2 separate regions of the Sus scrofa genome follow, and region 2 is linked to region 1. A link is a contact called in public Hi-C data. All regions are on one chromosome and are shown on one strand. The core of a region is the stretch at or near the end of the contact, and the rest is flanking DNA. Distances in the headings are between cores, read along the strand shown.

The links. A called contact is a pair of places that touch in the nucleus more often than the background predicts.
Region 2: a contact with region 1 is called in a Hi-C map of liver, with 5 times the contacts expected there. The contact joins two enhancer-like sites. A contact is called at or near these places in 3 of 5 promoter capture datasets (fetal liver, fetal skeletal muscle and liver), 34 of 47 Hi-C or Micro-C datasets (adipocytes, adipose tissue, alveolar macrophages and 17 more) and 2 of 2 datasets of contacts at active chromatin or transcription factors (alveolar macrophages and skeletal muscle).

The regions. Positions count from the first base shown.
Region 1 is chr16:68,391,368-68,394,067 of Sscrofa11.1, forward strand. It overlaps LARP1 (la-related protein 1), which reads right to left. Exons shown (of 19, transcript XM_021076708.1): 19 at 1-2,700. Among named protein-coding and RNA genes, the nearest start is that of FAXDC2, 33 kb to the left of the region's middle. Within about 2 kb of position 1,309, at least 12 of the 83 cell types and tissues checked have an H3K27ac peak or open chromatin away from gene starts, as enhancers often do. A contact at or near this core is called in adipose tissue and liver, where this site is marked.
Region 2 is chr16:68,528,553-68,531,452 of Sscrofa11.1, forward strand. No RefSeq gene overlaps it. Among named protein-coding and RNA genes, the nearest start is that of LARP1, 78 kb to the left of the region's middle. Within about 2 kb of position 1,594, at least 27 of the 83 cell types and tissues checked have an H3K27ac peak or open chromatin away from gene starts, as enhancers often do. A contact at or near this core is called in adipose tissue and liver, where this site is marked.

The sequences.
Region 1 (2,700 bases), core at 59-2,558:
TCCTTGCCCCTCCTCCCCACTGCCAGGACTTTTTGAGCAGCTTTCTTTTGTTAAATCAGTTATCAGGAAAGGGAAAACAAGAGCTACAATAAAACTAAACAAAAACTTAACTTTGACATGGGGGCTTCACACCTCGATCTGAGCCCAAGGGGGTGCAGGCTGGGGCAGCCCTTCTCTACATGGTAGTGCATTTACTCCTGGATTTAGGAGCAAGTGAGAGAAACCTGCCCCTCTGCACGGCTGAGGTGTACAGACCTTGTGATGTTTGATGCTCAAAAGTGGTGTTGGCATGGACCCATCTTGGGAGGGCACGGGATGAACAGAAGGATTTAGGCAGGCTGTTGCTTTGTTGCTCAGATCTTGGATTCCCCATGGAAGATGGTGGGTATGAAGTGGCAAGCCCTGATGGCCCTTGCTACTCCTGGCATGCTTGTCACAGATACATCGGTCCTAAATTCAAGTGTCTTCAGAAAGTGAAGATGTAAACTACTCTTCGCAACAATAACTCCTAACATGTTACAAAAGGAAAAAAAAAAAAAAAAAAAAAAAAAAAAGGAAGAAAAACACTCTCCCCTCCCCCCATCCTCAGCCTGTTTTGAGATGAAGTCCTAACCTCCCCACCCAAAGGGGCTGCCTCTTTTTGGGTGTCTGTGGGGAGGATCAGGCAGAGAATGGCAGCCCCCAGGCCTGGGAGGAAGCTCTAGCTAAGAGCCTTACCCCCACACCCCCAAGGCTTCCTTGTGCCCCCAAACCCCACAGAGGACAAACACTGAGGTTTCTGTGGTGCTGGATACAGTACAGGGCTGAGAGAGACCCAAAGGAAAAGGGTTGGAATGAAGGGAAAGAGGACGGGGTGCAACAGTCCAGTGTCTGGTACATTGTGGGGCAGGCACCAGACTGGGCAGGGAGAGGCCTTAGACCCCACTGTCAAAGCAGAGGTCACTCAACCTTGGCTTTCAAGACAACTGGCTCACAGGAACTGAGATGGGCTTTCCCATACTAACCACCGGGAGGACAGAGATGCAGGGAGGGCACCGGCCAAAGAAATGAAGTGCCCAAGATGGGGCAAGCCCTTGCCAGCCTGAGATACTGTCTCCTCCTCCCGACCTCAGGGCCCAACAGAGGAAGCAAGTGAAAAAAACGCCAAGAAATCTGAGTGCATGGCTACTGCCACCACAGGGCAAATGTGTCATCACACCCGCACCTGGCACGTGGCCCAGTCTGTGAGGGTTGGTCTTCAGTCACCCTCCCTAGCTTTGGATGCGAGGAGACTCCAGCCAATCCACTGTCAGTCACAGCCCGAGCCAAGCAATCCGTGGCTGGAGAAGAGAAGTCGGGGAGACCCCATGTCCACATACGCCGTCCTGCCAAGGGGCTTCTCCAACCGGCAGGACGCCCCCACCCTCAAAGCTTCCTCGTCTCCTTCGCAGGTGGGGTCCACAGGAGGGTGGGTGGAAATGGCTTGCGCGGGAGGGGAACACAAGATGGGCATACCCACCCGGCCCAAGGGAGAACGGCATCTTTCTCCACCTTTTATGAGACAAAGCCTCCTTGAGGTCTCACCAATCTTTCATGGCAACACTTAGAAATGTTTCCAAGCCTCAGCTGTCCAGTGTTCAGTTTTCCCCTCTGAGGTGGGGGAGACGGTCGAGCTGAGGACGAGTGTGCCCCAGATCCAGGCCAACGCTGTCCTCCAACAGTTTGAAGCAAACTTGGCCTTGGGGTTCCAAGGGTAGGATGAAGGGTGTCACAACAGGATGGGGCCTGGCGTGAGGCAACAGCAAGCAGAGCGAGGACACAACAGTGGCAGCAGTGTACAGACACAGGACGTCAGCTTCAAATGATGCAACAGCAGGGATATTTCAGGCACGGCTCTGATCTGAGCCGCTCCCAACTCTCTTGCCTACAGGCAGGAGGCACTGTACATGCAACTCAGTCCAGAGAAAGATCCTAGCCAATCCAGCCCAGGCACATCCAGAGAAGGTGGGAGCTCTTCAAGTTGACTCCACCGAGGAAAACAGGCATTTGGGTATTTCAGATTCTCACTCCACAATAAGGCAACTTTTAAAAAAATATTATTTCCAAGAACAAACCAAAAAAAAAAAAAATTAAAAAAAAAAAAATCCAAGGGTAGAGGAAAGATATTTTTTTGTGGATTAGGTGGGGGTTTTCTGATGCTTTTTTTTTTTTTTTTTTTTTTTGGTCTTTTATGGTCGATTTTATCTTTTTTTCCCCCCCCCATTTTCCCAAGGATGGAAAGGTCTGAGAAAAATAAAATAAATCATCTTTCAATAGTCTTTTCTGGTACGAGCAGCGTCCTTCTGGGCTGGGGAGTAAGGGGCACGGGGAGAGGGGAGTGGAGCGAGCCCCTCCCCTTTAGATCCTTTGGTTTCCTTCTCCCAGAGGATGGCAGAAGGGTGTGGTGGGGACGGCGGGGAGAGAACACGGTGACGGCAAGCCCCAGATGGTCAAGGGGCCGGTGCTCGTGGGGTCCAGGGACGCTGCCAGAGCCTTCCATGGGACAGTGCTGGGCAATGGGGCCCCACAGGGCCTTCTTGTGGGCTGCATAGTTGGCTTGAAGGGGAGCAGGAGGCGGCTGGAAGTGGGTTGCGGCCTACCAGCCGCGGGCAGGGCTGCAGAGTGATTTTGGTAATCCAGACGAGCTATCAATAATTTAAAACTTGATATATATATATATAT
Region 2 (2,900 bases), core at 344-2,843, 140 kb after region 1:
GTGGGCATCATCTTTGGCACCGACCTGGAAAGGTGCTGGTGTTGTGTCATTAAATGAAAAATAAAGGCAGTGACGTAACAACGCTGGTGACATTGAACAGTTACTTTTTTTAGGGCCACACCTGCAGCATGTGGAAGTTCCCAGGCTAGGGGTTGAATCAGAGCTGTAGCCGCTGGCCTACCCCCCAGCCACAGCAACGCCAGATCTGAGCCATGTCTGTGACCTACATCACAGTTCACGGCAACACCAGATCCTTTAACCCACTGAGCAGGGCCAGGGATCGAACCCGAGTCCTCATGGATCCTAGCTGGGTTCATTACCACTGGCTGAGCCACAAGAGGAACATACTGACAATTATTCAGAGCTCTCTGGGGGCTGGGCCCAGGTTAGGTGCCACACATGCATTACTTTGTGTAATCCTGACAACATTCATGCAATACTTTTTTTTTTTTTTTTTTTTTGGCCATGCCTGTGGCATGTGGAAATTCCCAAGCCAGGGATCGAACCTGCGTCCCAGCACTGACTAGAGCCACAGCTGTGACCAAAGCCACAGCAGGGGCGATGCCAGATCCATAACCTCCTGTGTCACAGAACTCTCCTGCGAAGTTTTATAGATGAAAAAATTGAGGCTCAGAGATGAAACTATGAAGCCACATGGTTGGAGCCGATGATATGATTCCAATCTAGTAAGGCTAGCCTATGTGTACAAAAAAATCTGGAGATAACCCCAAACTGGGCCTGGGGATTATGCCTCGGAAACGTCTTATAGGCGCTTTCACTTTCAATGCCATCTCTTTCTGCTCTGTTAAATTTGGTGGAACATGCCTGGACCTTTCTAATCAGAGAAAGCAATATTTTGCTTTAAAAAAAAAAAAAAAAGATTTAGAAAAGTTACTAAAAAAGTTCCTGTCCTGTATCTCCTTGGCCCAGGACCTGGGTACCCTCTCCCCACTGCTCCTTCTTCCAGATGGGGCCACCTGCTTGTCCAGAGTCCCAATCCCCACTGATAAAGGCTGGGGCCCACCGAGCCCCATATCAGGCCCGCACAGCCCCTGCAGTCCCATTCATCTGGTGACCCCAGAGAGGGTGGGCCCAGCCCCAGGAATCAGCAGGTTCCAGGGCCCTGGAGATAAGAGGAGCTTCAGGGGGTGGGTGTACCAGCGGGGCCAGGGTCTGCAGCAGGGGTGTGAGCCAGGGATGCTGGTGGGCCTCTCCCACTGGATGGAAAAGCTGCTAAGACCCAGAGAAGGTGTTACCAGCCTGGTCTGTCTGTGGATGTGACTTTTGTCTGCTGTGTGGCTCTGAGTACATGTCATCCCCTCTCTGAACCCCTGAGGTTCCCCTGAGAGTCTTTGGTTCCAGCCTGCTCCTCTTTTAGGAAGTCACCTGGGCCCCGAAAATACCACTGAGAGTCCCCAGCGTACAGGCCGACAGCAGGATGGACTGTCCTTGGGCCTCCAGGATCAACTCTGAGTGATCCGCGGAGGCCCAGTGTGACCCTGAGCCCTCGCAAACATGCCTGCCTGGTCATGCCCAAGTCGACCGGCCCCAAGGACAAGCCCTGCCACCCAGGGCCAGGCCAAGTCTTGTTTACATGTCCAAAGGTCAGATGCCGCCTTCCAGGGAGGGCCTCAGCGGGTGAGAGTGTGCAGCTGTGTGCCCAGGACTCAGATAAAGTGTGCCCTCGGGAGGGGCGGGCAGCGCCGGGGGAGGGTGGAGTCAGAAGGACGCCCAGCTTGTCGGCAAGGGAGAGCCTCTGCCTGCTCCCTGCTGTGGGCCCTGGGGGTCGCCTCCCCAGCGGCGGGTCCAGGACCACCCTCACGCCCCCTCGCTCCGTGTCCCCGGGCCTAGGACCGCCCTGTACTGCCCATCACCGTTCATCCACCCCCCTGTGCCTCAGTTTCCTCTCAGCTGCGAGGGTGCGGAGAGGGCGGAGGAAGCCGAGGCAGGGTGGGTGGCTGGGGACAGGGGGGCGGAAGGCACTGCACGGGGGAGTCTCTCTCGTTAGCTGTAGCTCCGTGTTGGGGCGTCCCCCCTCCACCGTAAGAGACCCGAGAAAGCCCCCTCGGAGAGGCTCCAAATCACAGGGTGGAGCCTAAAGTCGCCTTCTGCCCTTGAGGCATTTTCCAACGGCTTTCGAATCCTCCCCCCTCCCCTCCCCACTGCCCTATTGTGTCAACAAAAGCCTGGGGGCTTCCATTCTCCTTTCCTTCTTCCATTCCTTTGTGGTGACGGATCTGTACGTTGAAACCTAAAAAGTGGTGCCTCTTCTTCCTTCCTTCCTTTTTCACCTCTCGGCAGCGTATGGAAGTTCCGGGCCATGGATCGAATCTGAGCCAGGAGCAACCTGCGTCGCAGCTGCAGCAATGCCAGATCCTTAACCCACTGCTCCACAGCGGGAACTCCAAAAGTGGTACTTTTTCAATGTGTGTGTGCCCCGTGCACACAGAGAGGGTGTCCACAGAGGATGTCTCTGCCTGGTGGGGCCGGGGGGAGGGGGCGGGGGGGAAAGAGAGCTCTAATTCAACCCCTAGCTTGGGAACTTCCATTCGCCCCTGGGCGAGACCCTAAAAAGACAACAAAACAAGACCGAAAAAAATCCTACTCTCTCTTTTTTTCTTTTACGGCCGCACCTGCGGCATATGGAAGTTCCTAGGCTAGGGGTCAAATCCGAATCCGAGGTGCCGCTGCTGGCCTACACCACAGCCTCAGCCACGCCGAATCTGAACCACATCTGCATCCTACACTGCAGCTCGTTGCAACCTGATTAACCCACTGAGTGAGGCCAGGGATGGAACCACAGCCTCACGGACACTATGTTGGGTTCTAAACCCGCTGAGCCACAGTGGGAACTCCTCCTCTCTCTTTCCTGATAAAGGTAAAAGCCCCTCAGGTATACT